Linked DNA regions of Mus musculus: regions 1, 2 and 3 are each linked to region 4. A link is a contact called in public Hi-C and promoter capture Hi-C data. All regions are on one chromosome and are shown on one strand. The core of a region is the stretch at or near the end of the contact, and the rest is flanking DNA. Distances in the headings are between cores, read along the strand shown.

The links. Promoter capture Hi-C pulls out the DNA fragments that hold promoters and counts their contacts. Hi-C and Micro-C count contacts between places; a contact is called where the count stands out from the background. Capture Hi-C pulls out chosen DNA fragments and counts their contacts.
Region 1: a contact with region 4 is called in a Hi-C map of double positive thymocytes, with 6 times the contacts expected there. The contact joins the enhancer-like site here to the promoter of Chd6 in region 4. A contact is called at or near these places in 1 of 39 promoter capture datasets (pre-B cells), 14 of 484 Hi-C or Micro-C datasets (B cells, CD4 T cells, CD8 T cells and 9 more) and 3 of 115 datasets of contacts at active chromatin or transcription factors (memory CD8 T cells, regulatory T cells and thymic regulatory T cells).
Region 2: a contact with region 4 is called in a promoter capture Hi-C map of pancreatic islet. The contact joins the promoter of Plcg1 here to the promoter of Chd6 in region 4. A contact is called at or near these places in 5 of 39 promoter capture datasets (the C10 cell line, the HPC-7 cell line, hematopoietic stem and progenitor cells and 2 more), 6 of 484 Hi-C or Micro-C datasets (the G1E-ER4 cell line, the HL-1 cell line, embryonic stem cells and 1 more) and 2 of 9 other capture datasets (liver and pancreatic islet).
Region 3: a contact with region 4 is called in a promoter capture Hi-C map of pre-B cells. The contact joins the promoter of Top1 here to the promoter of Chd6 in region 4. A contact is called at or near these places in 5 of 39 promoter capture datasets (the C10 cell line, cranial neural crest, hematopoietic stem and progenitor cells and 1 more), 7 of 484 Hi-C or Micro-C datasets (CD4 T cells, LSK cells, embryonic stem cells and 2 more) and 3 of 115 datasets of contacts at active chromatin or transcription factors (effector CD8 T cells, memory CD8 T cells and thymic regulatory T cells).

Annotation. Positions count from the first base shown.
Region 1 is chr2:161,508,606-161,513,269 of GRCm38.p6, forward strand. No RefSeq gene overlaps it. Among named protein-coding and RNA genes, the nearest start is that of Gm35374, 120 kb to the left of the region's middle. Within about 2 kb of position 2,951, at least 44 of the 459 cell types and tissues checked have an H3K27ac peak or open chromatin away from gene starts, as enhancers often do. A contact at or near this core is called in CD8 T cells, cerebellum, double positive thymocytes and 4 more, where this site is marked.
Region 2 is chr2:160,728,519-160,733,137 of GRCm38.p6, forward strand. Plcg1 (phospholipase C, gamma 1) reads left to right here and starts at 2,792. Exons shown (of 34, transcript NM_021280.3): 1 at 2,792-2,826; 2 at 3,200-3,515. The coding sequence starts at 3,299. Gm52567 (a long non-coding RNA gene) reads right to left here and starts at 2,229. Exons shown (of 2, transcript XR_003954082.1): 1 at 1,188-2,229.
Region 3 is chr2:160,643,985-160,648,666 of GRCm38.p6, forward strand. It overlaps Top1 (topoisomerase (DNA) I), which reads left to right and starts at 1,913. Exons shown (of 21, transcript NM_009408.2): 1 at 1,913-2,278; 2 at 2,624-2,648. The coding sequence starts at 2,246.
Region 4 is chr2:161,106,808-161,111,843 of GRCm38.p6, forward strand. It overlaps Chd6 (chromodomain helicase DNA binding protein 6), which reads right to left and starts at 2,279. Exons shown (of 37, transcript NM_173368.3): 1 at 2,182-2,279.

The sequences.
Region 1 (4,664 bases), core at 1,701-4,200, 400 kb after region 4:
AGATAAATACCATCCTCTGTTTATCTCCATATATAGCCATTTTTTTGGAAAATGTATCCCCACCCTCCTCTGAAAAGGTTCAAGATATGATGTATCTACCTCCTGGGTTCCTGTAGCTAGGTGGACCTATCATTTAATCTTCTCCATTGCACCAGGGCAGTCCTACGGAGTCACTAACCTGAGTCACCAAGTCCTGCAGCCATAAAGCCATTTTCTTAAGTACATGATTTGGTTCCTTTGCAATCTCAGCCACTCTCCCATCCTCCGAGCCCCCTGCCAGCCCTGAAATTACACCAGATAACAGCTCCCATGTCACCTTCTCATTCCCTCCTTCCCCATCTTGGCTGACAGAGTCTGTGGAGGAAATGAGAACAGAGGCTCATTTCCAAAGGCAGTCATAAGATTTTGCTAATTAAAATGAAAAGCCTCAGTTCCCAGGATCAGTGAAAGAAGCTTCCGAGAGGGACCTAGAGGAAACCATTCTCCAAACTAAATGGCCTCCCAGCTGGGCCCTGATAGAGTCTAGGCATCTTTCTCGCTGCAGGGGGTGGAGACTGGCTGGACAGACTGTCCCCCAACAAGGCCTAATGAGCCCTAACACCCATTTCTAGAAGCTCCCTTCCTTTTTCTCTTTCTGCACAGGAGGCTCACAAGAATTCCCATACTTCTTCAGATTTAGTAAAACTTGGAGCAGGGGAACCTTCAGATAACCCAAAAGGCTAGTTCTTGAACAAGCCTCACCTTGGGAAGAGCTAAAGGGTCCCAATGCCCAGAGAGCTCCCAAGATTTAATAGAGTGGATCTGGGTACCTAGAACGAAGAAAAATTGATCCTATTCAGTAGCCTCTTTTCTGGATGATTCCAGTGAGGGAGATGATGTTGTACCAGGCCACATTGGAAGCCAGTAGCAGATTCTCTGGACTCTTAATTAGCTAGCTTTTTCTACTACCCAATACTGTGCTACCCTGCCTTTCAAACAGGCTGTGTGGATGGAATGAGATGACAGGAAGATAGAAAGGAGATTGACCCCACCCCAGCCTGACAATGTAATATGCTTAAGCGTGGGGCCTGAGAAGCATCATGTGGAATAGTCAACCTCAGGGAAGAGATGCTGGCATGCAGGATGCTGGTCCAAGGCTGAGAAGTGGGAGCGCCCAACAGGAAGGCCAGTATTCCATTCATCCAAAGCCCGTGAAATTGTCCTCTATGGCTATTTTGACCTCTGTTAATGGCAATTTTGTTGATCGGATATAATAAATCCAGCAGCAAGGGGGAGGGGATGACAAAGGACACCCAGAGACTGCTACAGGAGCAGAATGGAACTTAAGTGTGTCTCGATTAAAGTTCCTTAGCTCATATGCTCTGTTGCCTCAACCTGGGAGGTAGAAGACGGAACATACGAAGGAAGTAGAAACTTTCAAACATGAAAACTGAGGCCTGGGGGCTTCAGACCTGGGTGTTAGTACTTGGTTCTCTTGCACTTATTGTGGTGATGCTTCTGCTTTAGTGAGTAATGTTTGAACACTAATGAATTCTTTTAATTCTTGGAAAATGCAATAACACCTCTGTTTTCCTCTCCATAGAAGAAAGAGAGGTCTTCTTGATCTTGCAGAATCCTCTTTGTCCTCTTCTGATGGGAAATCTGATTGTCAACATGATTGACCCGAGGAACAACTAACATATTAATAATGGATAACTTTGGATATATCTGTGAAGGGCTTTCCAGAGACAGTGAGATGATGCGGGCTTTGAGCTGGGGAATATACCAGTCCTTTGATGGATTCATAATGTGCTGGCATTATTGGCAGGTGGGAATGGGTAAGAGTCAGGGATTATTAAAAGGGGTAGGTCACTGGACCTGTGCCATTGGGGGCTCTATCTTTCCCTGGCCCTTTTCTATATTCCCTTTCTCTGTTTTCTGTCACAATGACTGTTCTTCAGTACCAGGCCCTCTCTGTCATGATAGATTAAAACCTCTGAAAACACAAGACAGAATAAATCTTTCCTCTCTTAAGTCATTTATGCCAAGTATTTTGGTTGCGGCATATCCCTTAGTTCTTCTGATAGTCTAATAAAAGTAGTAATTCACATTTTCAAAAATTTACAGCTTTCCAAATATATTTGTTAGTTATGTAGTCTGAGACTTTTTACCTGATGAGATGGAAATTATTATTCTCAAGTTTTACATAGAGCAAGTCAGTCCCTAAGAGCCCTTAGGAAACGTACCCATCACAATAGATCTGTCACAGGAATTTAAGTTTTGTGATTCCTGGGCAAGAAGGACTTTCTAGTAGACGAGGCTGGAAATTACAAAGAGCAGGTAGGGATAATTTGAAAGGCTAGAGTTGTCCTTCATGGACCTGAGTCCCTTTTGTTTTATTACAAAAGATTGGTAGCTTTGTGTTATGGGATGGATAAGAGGGATTAATTAATACAAGTCAGGCAGCCCTCTATCTAGCCCATGATATAAAGTCTCTTTTCTCCTCTTCTTTCTAGTCAGTCTCTCTTCCCTTCCCTCCCTCTTTTTTCCTCCCTCCTTCCCCTTCCCTCCATTCTTCCCCCTTATCTCCCATCCTCCCTTTCTTTACTGCCTCTCTTTTTCTTCTTTCTTTCTGAAGTCTTGGGGAATACCGGAACCAATTCCCAGCTGTTAGTCCATCTCTCTAAAGGTTGGAAGCTACCATTCTGGGATGCTTAGGCGGGGTGGGGAGTGCATCTCTGGAGTGGGTCCTCATTGACTTGTAAAGTTGAGATCATCATAACTGGATCTCTTACATTATATGCATTTAATTCCCCTTCCTGTGACCTCTATGGAGGCTATTTCTTACATACAAAATACCTTAACCTCTTAAGCTACAACTTGTTTGATTTCTGGCTGGGGCCCACCTAGAAGCTCCACTTTTTCTGTTTTACTAAAGGCAGGCATACCTTGTAGGCTCTTCTCTTTCCTGTAGTGGGCCATGGTTTCTAGAAATTTTGTTTGATCGACTCTTTGGTAATCCATATTCCAGTGCAGAATACTACAATCTCATTTCATACTTTGTTATTAGCGCGTTCTCACGCCCGGCCAGGAAGAACACAACAGACCAGAATCTTCTGCGGCAAAACTTTATTGCTTACATCTTCAGGAGCAGGAGTGCAAAAACCCCAAACCCCAAAAACGAAAGCCCCCTTCTTACATCTTTAGGAGCCAGAGCTCCGGCGCGCCGGGGCGCAGAGCGCGCTCTATTGTTTACATCTTTAGGCAGCGAGAGAGCGCAGGGCGCGCAGAGCCAGAGAGATGCCAGCGAGAGAGAATGGCGGAAACCCCGTCCCCTTTTTTAGGAGCGTTATATTTCGCCTAGGACGCATCACTCCCTGATTGGCTGCAGCCCATGGCCGAGCTGACGTTCACGGGAAAGGCAGAGTACAAGTAGTCATAAAATACCCTTGGCACATGCGCAGATTATTTGTTTACCACTTAGAACACAGGATGTCAGCGCCATCTTGTGACGGCGAATGTGGGGGCGGCTCCCAACAATACTTCAGGCATCAGTGATCAACATCTGATTTCAGACCATTTGGACTGGACTTATATGAGTCAGTAGGACTACTTCCTGGTGAATTATGATTTTAAAAACATATTGCTTAAAAATTTCATACATGTCTGGATAAAATTTATGTATACAATGTATCTTGATCATATCTATCCCCTACTGTTCCCATCATCTCCCCTCAGGATTCCCTAATCACATCTCCCTCCCAATCTGCTGGCTTATTTACTTATTATTCTGTAACCCACTGAGTCTGATTTCTGCTGCCCATATGCCCATAGGCATTAGGGTCATCCACTGAGGCATGGCCAACCACCCAGTAGCCATAATCCTAAAGAAAATACTGACTTTGATACCTGAGCAGCCATCAGCTGCCAATAGTACTTTAGCTAGGGGTGGCACAACAGGAGTGTCTTCGTCTTCCATGTTGGAATTTTTAACTGGCGTGATCTTGTGCAGGTAATCACTGCCATTGTGAGTCCATATTTATAGCAGCCATGCCATGTCTGGAGAACAATCTTTTGAAGCCCTCCTCCCCATTCTCTGGCTCTTGAACCCTTTCTCTCTCTTCTGCAATGTTCCTGCAACTCGGCTGCTGGGGGTGGGTGTAGATCCAGATGGCCTTTCTACAGCTGAGCACTCACAGTTACACATACTCAGCACTTTGGAGAGCAGTCCATCCCTGCACTGCCACTCACCACCGCAAAGGCGGGAATAATACACACCCATGGGATATAAACACAAATATTTAGAAGCAGTTTGACCTGACCATTAGAAAAATAATAATATGTTCTCCCTTAAGACCTATGACTTCCCTAGCATTGGGTTTTGACTATGTTTATAGCACCAGTCATGAATCCTGTCCTGGAGATCAGGCCTCAAATCTAATCATGAGAGCAATTGTGACTTCTATAGGCAGCACAGTTTGCATCCTCAGACCCTGTGAGCATTCTGCGGTGCATGCTTCAGAGATAGGCCTTTCTCCTGGTATTGGCAGAGAATAAACTCTGATGCATTAATTTAAAATGTGGTTGCAATTATTAAATCTTCCAAGGAGTTTAGAATATGCCTCAATCTATTCAAAGAAAACACCTTCAGATGTTTCATTTCTCCAGTTGCAGTGGTAAGGAGA
Region 2 (4,619 bases), core at 1,542-4,041, 380 kb before region 4:
CTGAAAGGACCCAGATATAGCTGTCTCTTGTGAGACTATGCCGGGGCCTAGCAAACACAGAAGTGGATGATCACAGTCAGCTATTGGATGGATCACACGGCCCCCAATGGAGGAGCTAGAGAAAGTACCCAAGGAGCTAAAGGGATCTGCAACCCTATAGGTGGAACAACAATATGAACTAACCAGTACCCCGGAGCTCTTGTCTCTAGCTGCATATGTATCAAAAGATGGCCTAGTCAGCCATCACTGCAAAGAGAGGCCCATTGGACTTGCAAACTTTATATGCCCCAGTACAGGGGAACCCCAGGGCCAAAAAGGGGGAGTGGGTGTGTAGGGGATTGGGGGGTGGGTATGGGGGACTTTTGGGATAGCATTGAAAATGTAAACGAGGAAAATACCTAATAAAAAATAAATTAAAAAAAAGAAGAAGCTCACAATATGCTTACCACTGTTCTAAGTAGTTATTAAACGCAATATGAGATCAGGCCCACAGGCCAGAGGGGCAGCTGGGCAGTCTTTCCTTGACTCCAGGAACAGGCTTGGTATAAGCTAAGGTTGAAGCATGAGTGTTGCCTGAAATAAGCCCCAATCTGGGCTAGTCGGGGTGACGTCACAGGCAAGTGCCTTGTGTGGGGGCTAGAGCACCTCCCAGACAGCACAAATGTATATACATTACCAGTGACACCTACACATCCTTATATATGCTGAGCTGGGGGAAGCCCATACTGGCTACACCCTGTGTGTGCCCTACTTTTCCCAAACTTCCTTGGGTAGAAGGAGACACCTAAGGCCTAGGAAGCTAGGAAGAGGAAATGAGGCCCTGTTTCCCAATTATAGGCCTGGCAAACAAATTGCTGTTGGAAGAAAATCATGGAGCCCCTGGGGGTGGGGGTGGGGTCTTGTTACAGACACAAAAGCAAAAAAGGTTTGGGCTGAACACAAGGAAGCTCCCAGAAAATAGAATTTTAAAGCATACTGTAGCCTCTAGGCTGCTGGAGTTGGCACAGAAAGCTCAACAACGATTACAACATTTTAAGAGGGTGTCTCCTGAGAGAACCGGCCAGACCAGGCAGGCAGGGAAAGGCCCTGTTCAGCTCCATCTGCCCTCTCTGTCTAATCATCCTGGCTGGCCATTCCCCTCCACTGAGTAAAAACCCCAGGGCCTTTGCACATGCTGTTATTCATACCTGGAAAGTACTTTCCTCCAGCCTTCCCTTCAAAATACATATGTCCATCTCTTTACACCATTTGGCCTCTCTTGAAGTCCTACAGACATAAGACACAGCTCCTCTTACTTAATGATTGGCCAGCTAGCCAATGGCCACCAGGATTACCTCTCACCCAGTGGGCTCTCTTGTGGAACACAGACACTCAGCTTCCCACTTATTACATAGCCTGACTTCAAGTCACGGGGCTCTGAAACCTTGATTAGAAGATAATTAGGATCATGAGTTGTGCAAGCCAACCTCAAGTCCAGTTTCCGCCTACATCAGAGGCCTGTCACTAGGTGGCAGTCAGTCTATCTCAACTCCCCAGTCCCTCAGGACAAAGTTCCTCAGTGGTATACAGAATTCGGACGTTCTTGAGACCACCCTCAAGGGAAATAGCGCATCTGTCACTATTTGCCTGGCAAAGCGAAGGTGGCCCAGGTGGGTGGGTTGTCCAAACCCATACATCACAAATTCTAGTCTCAGGAATCCCAGGGGAGCTTTCCTGCAAGGGGATGTTGTGTGGGACTTCTCACCTCTGAAATGCAGATGCTGTCCAGAGCTGCAGGGTAGCTGTCCAACTAACTGTCTGCTCATCATTGGCCAGACGGCAGGATCAAGGGATGCCCTCGGGTTTACCCGTGCTGTTCAGAGAACGGCTTTTGGAAGATTGATTTTAAGTTATTTAACAGTCACAGACAGGTGTCATGTCTGGAGAATAGAGGCAAAGTCCGCGGTGAGGGATGAAGCAGGAGAGATAGGGGAAGGCAAGACAGGACTGCTGGGCCACGAAGCTGTGCTGATTTGAAGCACAGTGGGAATTCACGTACGCAATTTCAAAGGCTTTAGTGGTAAATTCTGAAGCTCAGATGCAGGCAAGACCCAAGAGGATAGTGTACACAGAGAGAAGAGGGGTCCTCAGGATCGTGCGTAGAGTGGAGAGAGCCCCAAAGGCAGGAGGGAAGAGCCTCAGTGGATTACTTAGGGATGAGGGAGAGAAGAAAAAAGGTTCTTGCAAGGTGTGGGGTCTTCCAAATTCAGGAGTTCACTGCCATATAGAGAAGGTGTAGCGGGTGAAAGGGGCCATGTGATGAGGATGGCAAGCAAGGCTGTGGCGCAGATGACGAGATGCCTGGGTCGGGAGGTCAGGGGAGACCCAGGATTGGGGTCACCTGTGTCTGCGCAGAGGGGAAGCCACCCTGCAACTGGCCCAGCACTGAGTCCAGAGGAAAATGAGGCAGAGGACAAACCAGAGCTTCGGAGACTAAGTGCAGGTAGGGCGCGGGCGGAGCGTGAGGAGGGCAGCGGACCACGCGAGAGGCCTCGAAGGCCACCGGACCCGCGTCCGAGAGTCTGAGGGCCCTGCCCACACCTGCGTGGCCCCCTCCCCAGAGGCCACACTCCAAGGCCACCCTAGAACCCGTCTGTCTGCTCAAGCCCTTGCAAAAGACGTCTGCGCAGAGGGGGCGTGGCAGGCGTGCTGTCACTCACGGCCTGTTAGCCAATCCACGAGTGCGCCCCTCCCCGGAGAGGGTGCGCGGAGGGCCCGCCCCCGCCGCCACCGCGGGTGTGAGGAGGCCAGGCTGGCGCGGCTCCCTCCGCCCGGCAGCCTTGCCAGGTAACCGGGTTCGGCGGGAGGGCTGGGGGTCGCGCAGCCCCCTCGCTCCCTGGGAGGCGTGCACACTGCCGCGGCGGGTCCCGTGTGGGCCGGAGGCCCGTGCGCGCGTCGGACCGACGGGCCGCAGCCTGTGGGCGGGGTTGCGTGCGTGACGGGCGGCCGTGCCCCGCGTTGTGTCAGGCCTGCGCGGGGAAAGCTCGGCCGAACCGAGGTGTCCAGGTCCGCCCGCTGCGGCCTGCCCCGGGTTGCGGGGCGCAGGCGCGGCGGTGGGCGGGGGTCGTCCCCAGGAGCGTCTTTGTTCCCGGCGCGCTGAGGGCGGAGCCTCACCCCGCCCCGCCCCCGCGCTCAGTCCCCGCCCCGCGTCCGCCCGCAGGAGCTGCCACCGGGTCCCGCTCGCCTCCCCGGCCGCCGCCACCGCCTCCGCCTCCGCCGCTCCGGGCCCGCCGGCTTGCGTCGCCGAGGTCGCTGCAGCATGGCGGGCGTCGCGACCCCCTGCGCCAACGGCTGCGGGCCTGGCGCACCCTCCGAAGCCGAGGTGCTGCACCTCTGCCGCAGCCTCGAGGTGGGCACCGTCATGACTTTGTTCTACTCCAAGAAGTCGCAGCGGCCAGAACGGAAGACCTTCCAGGTCAAGTTGGAGACGCGCCAGATCACATGGAGCCGCGGCGCGGACAAAATCGAGGGGTCCAGTAAGTGCGCCCCACTCCGGCCTGCCTCGCGCCTGCCCGCCTCCCAAACACTTGGGCAAACTTTCGGGCCTCGCGCCTGGCGCCCCGTCTCCGCCCAGTCCCTGGTGGTCACTCTGGGGCGGGTGGAGGGGGGCATCCGGGTCTTGGATCACCTGATAGGACACCCCCTCCCCCAGTAGGGGGGGAGTGTTCCAGGCACTTTGCCCTGAGGCCTAAGAGTCCTCACTGGTTGGACAAGTGGAGTGGGATTCCGGCCCTTAGCATCGGGCGGCTGTCAGTGGCTGTGAGGGGAAGCCAAGACAGGGACCCCCTCATCCAACCTGAGAACCTGGGGAACCGACAAGATCTTCCTGCCCACTGCCATTTCTCCAGAGTGTGCTGTCTGTGAAAACTCCTAAGAGCTCCGGGATGGGCTTATTGGCGCAAGAACCTTTGGAATCCTCATGTAGAACTTAGGCAGATGTTGGGGTAGGGCTGGTTGTGGAGCAGAGCGGGCCTACTCATCTCCCTCTTCTTTGGGAGGATGGGGTATGAAAGCTAAAACCGTGACTGCTTCCCCCTCCCCATGTCCCGTGGATGGTTTTTTTTTTTTTTTTTTTTTTTGCCCCAGATCTGAATTTTGGAGGTCCATGGTGCTAGGCAGCCATCCAAAGCTAGAGCCAGGGCTCCTTTGCCCTTGCAGCATATAACAAGGAGCTTGCATTCAGAAAGGTTCCCTGGCCTTGGGTTTTGAGGTCCAGCCCTTTGTGTTGGATGTTCTCGTGACCACAGGGTAGCCCAGAGTTGCTCCTCTGGTTTCCTGTCGTAGCCTTCCCAGACCTGAGTGTGGTGGGTTTACACACAAGTCTCTGGTGGGAGAAGTAAGTCAGGAGTTTTGAGAAACCTCGGCTCTTTCTGATAGTCATTTTCCTCGGTGTGAGGCAGGATGAGGAGTCTTTGCAACTCCAGGCTTTGAGATGTTTCTTACAAGAACCCCCAAAGAGTCTATGGTTGAAGGGACCTAGCCTAAGAGCCAGGTCTGTGTTAGAGAAGGGGGGGTGGTGTCAGGAAGTAACAACGGAGAGAAGGTCCCACAGATCTTCCTGGGGATGGTGTACATGTGTG
Region 3 (4,682 bases), core at 663-3,162, 460 kb before region 4:
ATCCCAAGTCACCAGGGGCTGGAAGCTAAAGCAGAGGCACTATTTTTCTTGAAGGCTGAATTATTTCAGCCTAACTGCAGTAAATGGGTGGGAGGCAGATGCTTTGCTTGGTGGCCTGGGATTGCTTTTGACATGGGAAAGCGGCTATTGAGGAGACACTAATGCAGGCAAAACTGGCTCTGGCATACAGCTGTGGAGAAAGAGTGCTGGAATCAGGCAGACCTAAACATCAAATGATACATATTATCTACAGGCCCTTAAACAAAGTCTTTTTGTTTGTTTGGGATTGTCTATTAAACACAATTATCGCTGTTGTCCCGTTGTCCAGATGAAGAAACTGGGACTCAGAGTGGTTAAACAACTTGTTCAAGGTCATGGAAGAATAGGAAAATTCTGCTTAGGAAAGCAGAATTGAAAAATAGGCCAGTTGACTTCCAAGTGTGGACTCTTAGCCACTGCATTGTTGTGTTTGCCTTTGTTGATTGGACTCTTCTGTCAGAGGACCTGTTGATTCCTGGGGGCTAAGTGCTGAACAAGATGGAGAGGTCCTAACCCTCACTGACCTCGAATTATATAAAGGAGACAGAAAAGAAGTCACTAGCTCCCATATGGGTAACTTAACAACTGTGATAACTGTTATAAAGGAGAGAGGCACATGGGTACAGCATGCGGAAAGGGGCGTGCAGCACTTCAAGCTTGGTTTTTCGGGACAGTTTCTCTAAGTAGCCCTGGTTGTCCTGGAACTCACTCTGTAGATCAGGCTGGCCTCGAACTCAGAAATCCGCCTGCCTCTGCCTCTCAACTGTTGGGATTAAAGGCGTATGCCACCACTGCCCAGCTGGCTTGAGTTTTGAAATATTCACAAGAATTAACCCTAAGTGTTTATCACTCAATGTTTATGAACATTTTCCGAATTTATTTATATGGGGGATTGAGCCAGACTGGAGATGAATTCAGCCTGGGATGTTCTTGCAAATCCAATTGCTAATGTCATTAATCCCTCAAGACAGTTTGATAGTGGTCGATGGTCCACACCCAGGACTGTGAGGAGTCAGGGCAGACCTTATAGTATGGTGTTCCCTAAATAAAGTTCTCTCAGGGTACAGTCCTGGTTAGAACCAGGATCCATTTACCTGGGGGTCCAATTCCCTTTGATTTGGAATATTAGCCCTCTCACATCAAACTAATTCCTGTCTCACAGTAGGCGCTTAATAAATGTTTATAAAAAGAACAAATGCAGTAGGGTACTTGTGACACAGGGCTACATGACTGTAAACTGGAGCTAAACCTGACTGAAAAATTAAAATAATTTTTAAAAATGGGTGTGAAGTGCTGGGCGGTGGTGGCGCACGCCTTCAATCCCAGCACGTGGGAGGCAGAGGCAGGAGGATTTCTGAGTTCGAGGCCAGCCTGGTCTACTGAGTGAGTTCCAGGACAGTCAGGGCTACACAGAGAAACCCTGTCTCGAACACCCCCCCCTACAAAAAAAAAGAATAAATAATAAATAAATGGATGTGAAGTATTCCAGAAGTCTGGACAAAGGCTGTGAGGAGACTCCAGCTAAATGCCTTACGGCTGCTGGTGAACTAAGATCGGGGCAGCCAAGGTACGTGCGGATCAAACTTGTCTGGCTCTAGAGATGCAGAAGCTGGAGACACGGTCCCTGGCCAGCTTAGCTGGGTCCCGCCGCGGCCTTTAAAGGCCTACCACGTGGCCGCCCGGGTGTCCAAGGTCCAGAGGCGGTGTCCACGCTGCGCCTGCGTGCTGCTAGAGCCGGTGTCCCGCCTCTGAGAACGCCAGTCCCGTAGCAAGGCAGAAAGCAGAGAGTGGGCGGAGTTAAGTCCGTATGCTAATAAAGGGGCGGAACTTGCGAGGCAAAACCGGCTCTGTCTCCCGGACCTCTAAGAGACCCGCCGCAACCCTCAGCCTCTTTCCACGAGCGCTGACGTCGACGACGACGTCCCATTTAAAAGCGGCCGCGCAGGCGCAGTGAGGGGAAATGCGAACTTAGGCTGTTACACAACTGCTGGGGTCTGTTCTCGCTGTCCGCCCGCCCGGCAGTCTGTCAGTCGCGTCGCTACCGCCGCTGCCTCCTCCACTGTCCCGGGAGTCTCGGGCCGGTGGCTGCTGTCGCCGTCTGTTCGTGCTTCTCAGGAGCTTCGTCCGCCCGTTCAGGCCGTCCCTGCCGTCCGCCTCTCTTCCCCCGCGCTGCCTCTGAGCCCGCAGCGTTCGCACGCCGGCCGACATGAGCGGGGACCATCTCCACAACGATTCCCAGGTGCGACCAGCCGGCCCCCGACTCGTCCCCAGCTGCTCGGGCCCGGGCCGGCTCCGGCCCCGGCCAGGGCCCCGGTCCCAGCCCCAGCCGGCCGCGCCGGGTTGACAGGCCCGAGTCTGCGATGAGGGGCGGCCGGTTGGAGTCGCTTGGATGGCCGGGTCCCGGGCGGAGCCGTCAAGTTGGAGTTTGGTGGGGGGATGGCAGCCCCGGGTAGGCCATTCGCGGGCCTCTGGGTTCCGGGGCGCCGGGTGGGCCCGAGCCCCGGCCCCCGGCCGCGCGCTCTCGTCCGCCGCCCCGGGGCTTCATGTGCCGGTTGTTTCATCTTCCCTCCTTTTCTTTCCTCAGATCGAAGCGGATTTCCGATTGAATGGTGAGTGTGCCCCCCGCCCCGCCCCAAGTGTCCCCACACGCCGCTGCCTGCCTCCCCCGCGCCGGGCCGGAGCCGGGCAGAGGACAGACATGGCGTCCCAGAGACTAAGTCCCGGCTCCTCGCTCACCGGCCCCATTGTTCCCATCGGGCCGCCTCTGGACCCCCTTTCCCGGGGTCTCAGCACCCCCAGATCACGGCCTTCTCCAGAGGGGGCACCGGAGACCCCGCGTCGACCGTCGCTGGGTCTCGGGCGGCCTTTCTCCGCCGGGATTCTTCCCGGGAAAGTCGCCTTGTCGACGGTCGGGACTTAGTCTCTGCGCCATTTTCTTTTTCTCTCTCCTCTCCTTTCTGTGCCTGTGTCTTTCTCTCCCTCCCTCAGCTCCTTCCTTGAGCTGTCCAGAAAGAGCTTTCTGCAGAGCAGAGCCATATAAATCACAGACCTCACCAAAGAAGGAAGGCTTAGGGACGGAATTATCTTTTATTTTTTCTTAATAGAACTTTATTTTGGAAGTTACTTGCTTTCTGCTTCATGTTTGCTTGCTTTCTTCTTCTTTTTTAATTTTTGTGATTCCAGAACGAAAGATTCCCTTAGGCAGCTAAGGGTTTTATGGGTTTTTTTTGTTTCTTTTGTTTTTTGTTTTTAGTCCTTTTATTTTTTAAATGGTGAGATGTTTATAATAGCAGTTACAGTTCTTGAAACTAAAGCCATCTTTTGTGGAGTTCTTTGTATTTTGGGATTGTTTTCCCAAGTTGTGCTGTTTGCAAAGATAACTCCCTTTAAAAAAGTTTTCAGGTTGTCTGTGTGTCATCTAGTGTGAGTGTTGGACTTGAGCATATATTCTTTAAAAAAAATTAAAAGTATTAGTGACCAGAACTTCCTATTGTGGCAAGGTAGAGTTTTTTGTTTTTTGGGTTATTTTTGAGACACAGTTTATTGTGCTTGTTCCGAAAGGTTGCTGAATTGCTCATTTAGACATGGTGTGCTGGCCTTTTCTTTGGGGTCATAGGGAGTTTTAAAAAAGATTTTATTTATTGAAGTAGAGTGGCCAGCCCTGACTCCTGTCTTCTTCCTCATTCTTCTCAGGGGCTGCTATTTTTTTCAGGAATTAAGAGTTAACTGGCTTTCCTCACATCCTTAGGCTCTTGAGCCCTTTCCAGTCATGTTTTCAAAATATTTCCACTAAAGTTACCCAGGGAAGAATGTTGGTGGGTGTCTCCCACCACCCCAGTAAGAAGCTCACATTTAATGGATTTTCCAGCAATTCCATTGTAGTATGCTGGAAATTCCCACAGATTCTTATGGGTCCGATTGTGTTCAGTTAGTTTGGGTTCTGGGGAACTGAGTGGGAGAAGCCATTGAGTAGGTTTTCTGGTGCAGCAGTCCATGGTACTGGCCTGCCCAACTGAAAGCCTTATGTTTATATTTCCAAGTTGGTCATCCAAAGAGAGATGACACTGAGTTAGAGACTCTGTCTAGGTAAAGCTTTTCTTGAGCACCTAATATATGCCAGGTACTGTGCTAGAATTGAACCTGTCACCAACCACATCTGTCTTTGTTCAACTCAGCCTATTGGGGGAGTCACATCAGTTAATTACAAGGTAGGCGTTGGAGTGTATGTGTACCCAAAATGCTTTGGGAGCATAAAGGGCTTAATTTTATCTGGGGGTGGGGAAATTTCTTGGAGGTGACTGAGCAGGGTGTTGTATAAGACTAGGTACTGAGAATTGTCAGGGGTTGGATTATTTCTTGGGAGTCCATCCTATCAGGCTTTTAAACGAGGGAGATGAGACTGTCAAGCATATAGATAAGCTTCTTTGGAAAGGGGGTAAAGAAAGGATGTGGTAGTTGTGGATGTAAAATGGTTTTGAGCTCTCTGAAGGAAGGTAGGAATTTAATATAGAAAATTTATTTGCTTTTTAGTTGGGCCTAGTATGTAATATATTTAGCAATGAAACAAAATTGAGTCCTTTTTCCTCTTAAGTTTAACTTCCATTGTTCCCATCTAAATACAAAAGAGCTATTGAATCTATGCA
Region 4 (5,036 bases), core at 1,029-3,528:
AATGTCATTTCACCAAGACAGACTACATACACACACAAAAAAAAAACCACTTCAAACTACTTACTATAAGCAGAGATTCCCAAACAACAGAGTGAGGGTAGGGATATGTACAGGTTAGCTTTTTGTGTGTGCTTGGGTAAGTGCGCCTGTGCACATGGAGGCCAAATGTCAAATGTTTCTTCCTCAATCTTACTACCACATTTTTTGAGACAAGGTCTCTCACTCTAGAGTTTGCCAATTCAGCTAGGTTGGCTGGCTGGCCCACAAGCCCCAGAGATGACAGGAGTTAGCCATAATGCCTGATTTTTTAATGTGGATGCTAGAGATACAAACTTGAGTCTTAATGCTAACATGGCAAACACTTTACCACACAGGCCATCTTCCTAGTCTTTGGGTTAGTTTAAATACAAAACATTAATAATCCATCTATGAAATCTTGGGACAGAAGGAACTCCAAATTAAGTCACACCGCTTCACATTTTCCCAGGCCCTTGGTTAAAGGGATGGATACACCCCTTATGTGAAACCACCTGCTCTGGTTGGCATAAACCAGGCTACATGACAACTCATGCCTAATCATTTTATCATACACACATCTCAAATCCTTCTGTTGCCAGAGAACCACAAAGTTCACAAAAAACTCTCTCAGAGGCTGCCAACCTGATCTTCCAACTTGGCTTCCAACTAAACTACTGTGCTACCCACAGTGAATGAGACAGACCCGCTCACTCCCTTACAATAAGTCAAGCACTCAGAGCTCTGAAAGAAAGCATGGTGTCTGTCCAGACTTTTCCAAAAGCACCATAAGCAGATCCCCATGGAGTATGCCAATATGAGGGCCTACTGGCATGGTATTCTTATATACCATTTGGGAAATAATCAAATCCTAGGCAAAATATTTCAGACACTCTTGAAAACTGTCAATATTTAAAATATCTATTTTCTCTGTTCATGGATCTGTTACAGCAGAAATGAACAGTTTCTTGAGGGGTGGCAAAAAAGGCACAAACAAGCCCCGGAGAAAGATGCTCAGAGATGCCAGAGACTCTCTAGAAACCTTGGCCAGATTACTAATGGTCTATAAAGCCTAATTTGGAGAACACGGGCCTACGAGCTCAAAATTGAATTATACTGCCTTATTAGATCCCACACTCGTGAAACCACAGTCATATTAGTCATAACTGAAACTAGGAATACTCTATGTACACAAATATAAAGTGCATGCTTATGCATTTTTAATTGGATCAAATAAAACTGAAGCTGCAAACAAACTCACATTTCAATTATCTCACTAGTGCGGGGATTTCCTAATAACCTCGTTTTAAAACCCAAGGAGCTGCCAACCCCTCTCCACATCTGACAGGCATGGTCCCTGGAAATTTTAGGAAGGACATTCCTCCGTTACTTCTCAACAGAGAAGAGAAATAAATACCCTGAAGGAAACAGATTTTTTTCTTTTTTTTTTTTTCATATTCCCTCTCTCTAATTTCTTTGCAAGCTCTAACATGCAATCTAATAACGCACCAAACTTGGCAGCGGGGTAGCTTGGTGGCTTGGAGTCTTGAGGGCTCAAATTTTCGGGGGCGAGTGCGCGTTAGTGCGTGAGGAGCCGGCCGGAGGGGCGCGCGACCCGGGGACGCGCCGGGGCCCCCGCCCCCTCCCGGAGCAGCAGCCTGGCACCGGCCCACCCTCCTCCACCCCTGCAAACAGACGCAGGACGCGGAGCGGAGCAACTTCTCCGCGGGGGCGGTAGCGGCTGGCGGGCGCGGGGGTGGCCCTCACGCGCCGTGGGCCGCCGGGGTCCCCTGGGAAGCCTTGGCAGGCCCCGCCCCGCCGCAAAGGCCCGCGCTTGGGGTCTGAAGCAGGACCCCAAGCCTGGGCGCGTGGCCCCGCAGTGGCGCTCTCCCAAGGACGGAGGGCGGGCGGCCAGAGCGCGCGGCAGCCGGGAGGGGCGGACGCCAAACCCCTCGCCTCAGGCCTCGGGGCCCTCGGCCTGGCCGAACGCCCGCGGCCGCGCTCGGACCCCTGCCCGGCCGGGCCTCGCGCCGCCGCGGCCCCTCAGCCCCGCTCCATTCATAGGGCAGCCCCATCCCGGCCAGCGGGGCGGAGACAGGGTCCCCGCGGGCAAGCCCAGCTTGTCGGGGCCAGGCAGGAAAATAAAAAGTTAAGAGAAGAACTTACCTAAAATGGCTCCTGCAGCAGCCAAAATACAAACAGCTATTATTTGGTGAAGTTTAGCTCAGACACCCTGCAAGGACACCCTAACCCAGCTTGGGCCCGCCTTCCCTGCCGCGCTATTGGGTTTCGCCTGCCCAAAACACAGGTTCATTGGTCGTGTGGGCTGCCGATCAGACAGAAGCCCGTTTCAAGCTTGCTTGCAGGAGCGAGTGATGGGCTTGCTCCATTGTGCTCGTATTTGCATGGATGTGATCGCAGCGGTGATTGGTCGATGTCGGAGCCGCTCCGCCTCCCAGCCTAGATCTCCCCGCCTTGCAGACAGCGCAGCTCCCGGCCCGCCCCCCCGGAATGAAGCGGCCGGGCCGCGGGGGCGGGGCGGGGCTGGGGTCCCGCAGGCGGAGGGGGCGGGGCGGGGTGCTGCGCTCTGTTTTGCAAGCAGGGGGCGAGGACCTGGGCGCTGGCCCGCGGCTGGGGCTCAACCTGCAGGTGGAGGTCTCGCAGGTAGTGGGCAAGCAAGCTGGAAAACCCGGGATTGGCTCTCCGGAGGTGGGAGAAGATGTACTGGGGTCCCACGACGTGAGCGCCCCGCCGGCGCCCAGATCCTGCAACGCGCACTCGAGGAGAGGTGAAGGTCCCAACGGACAGGAAAAAGAAGATGCTGAGAGGCCGAGGGAAGCGAGGAGCCGGGTCGTCAGTCTCCAGCTGCTTATACTGCAGATCCGCCTGGCTCCCTAGCATACTAGGAACGTCTTCCCAGGGCCCTGCACACCCCGGGAGTTTTCCAGCCCTGAGGATCCTGCAGCGCATTGGATATGCTTCAGTAACATCAGGAGTGGAACCATGGTGTGTTTATTTTCGGGCCTATCTCCACTACCATCCTTGTAGCATCCTCAAGGACAGGGCCTAGCATATGACAGAGATTCAACCAATTGTTGTCTTCCGTAATTCGTTTTTTAGCAGCTAATTTTTAAGTGCCCACTAAATACCTGACATTGATCTGAGACGGAGGATGTAGCGGTCAATAGGACAAAGCCCTTGCACTCACCGAACAGGCAAAGGAAAAGCAATAAATAAAATAAATAAATGAACACAGAGGCAGGTAGTGATAAATGCCATAAAGAAAACAGATGGCGGGAGGAAGGACATCAGACCAGAGATGGGGGAGGAACAATTAGGGCAAGGAGGAATTTAGAGCCTATCCTGCCTAGCTAAATATTCCTCATAGCATCCTCCCTACTCTGGGACCTGGTGATCACTTTTCCTCTTCACTCCTGCCTGTCCCATCTGGAGTGTTTCCCCAGTGAATACTTAAATAAAAGAAGAAGAAAAAAAAGTCCAAAACTGGCTGGACTCTGACTTTAAAAGCTCACTTTATCTTAATTAAAGCAGGAATGATCTGAGTCTGATGACTCCAAGAGCAGTTTGTCAGAATTGTTTAGGATGAGGGTGGTATGAGTGTGTCAAGGGTAATCACAATGTTAACAGAGCCTTCCTGTACTCCCTAAGAGAATATGTTTAGCTTCTTAGAAGTCCTGGTTGTCTTATGTCTTTCAGCCAATGGCCCTAATTCTCTTCTGGGTCCTGCTTCTTGTACTAGCTAGTTTTATGCCAACTTGACACAAACTAGAGTCATCAGAGGAGGGAGCCTTGATCAGACTATAGGTAAGCCAGTAGGGCATATTTTTAAATGATTCATGGGGGAGGGCCCAGCCCATTGTGGGCAGTGCCACTCCTAGGCTGGTGGTCCTGGGATCTATAAGAAAACAAGCTGACCAAGTCATAAGGAGCAAGCTAGTAAGCAGCACCCGTCCATGGCCTCTCTATCAGCCCCTGCCTTCTGATTCCTACCCCTTGTGAGTTCCTGCCCTCTCTGCTTTTGGTGAGAAGTGTTACATGGGGCTGTGAGAAACAAAACCCTTTCCTCCTCAAGTTGCTTTTGATCATGGTGTTTCATCACAGTAACAGTAATCCTAGCTAAGGCACTTCTTCATTTCTTGGACTACCCCAGTAATTTGTCTAGTTTGAAAGTGCACATCACATAGCTGTCTCACCTGCCACCTTTTTCCATTTGTTTCAAGGATGGCCACAATGTGTCACAGCCCAAACTTTCTCCTCTTTCCATCTTTCCTTAGCTATTAAGTATCAGCTATGTCTGTAGGTATTGTTTTTATAGATACAAAGATAGAGTATTAAGGCAGACAGCATCCTGGTTCAAAGGGAGGCTTGCAGTCTGGAGACAAGACAGAGAGAAGTACATCCCAAGAATCGCCAATCCTGCCAAGCTGGTAGCTAACTGTCCTTGCTCTGGCCTCTTAAGAGATAGCTTACTTACCTTCCTATCCAGTTTCTGCAACAACTAATGGACCAGAAAGCTGGTAGTCAGACCCAGTCAGCCCAAATACCAGGATCAAGGGTTCTAGAGCTTTCAACAGTACTCAAGGGGGCTGACATCTATGAATTTATTCTGTCCGGGATGAGGCTGAGGAAATAAAAATTGGGCAGAGGAAGAAGCACCATTAAGCAGAGGCATAGAGACTAGAGAGATTGTTGGGGAAGGGCAGGAGCTGGACAGAACGGAAAGGTAGACTTGCCTTGCCTTGCCATTCTCAGAGGCAAGTCAATAGCATAAGACACAAAGACACAATGTGGGGTGGTCAGACAGGGAATCAATAGGAGTCCAGGATGGCTTCACAACCAAATAGAATAGAATGTGTGGGAGCAAAGGAAGTGCCTGAGGCTACATTCAGAAGACAAGATACTGCAGGCCCAGCCATGAAAGAATAGGTCTGCAGAATTGAGAAGCCGACTCTTCAGCACTTTGAAAGCAGCTAGGGCCCTACAGGGCAGCACTCTGGGAA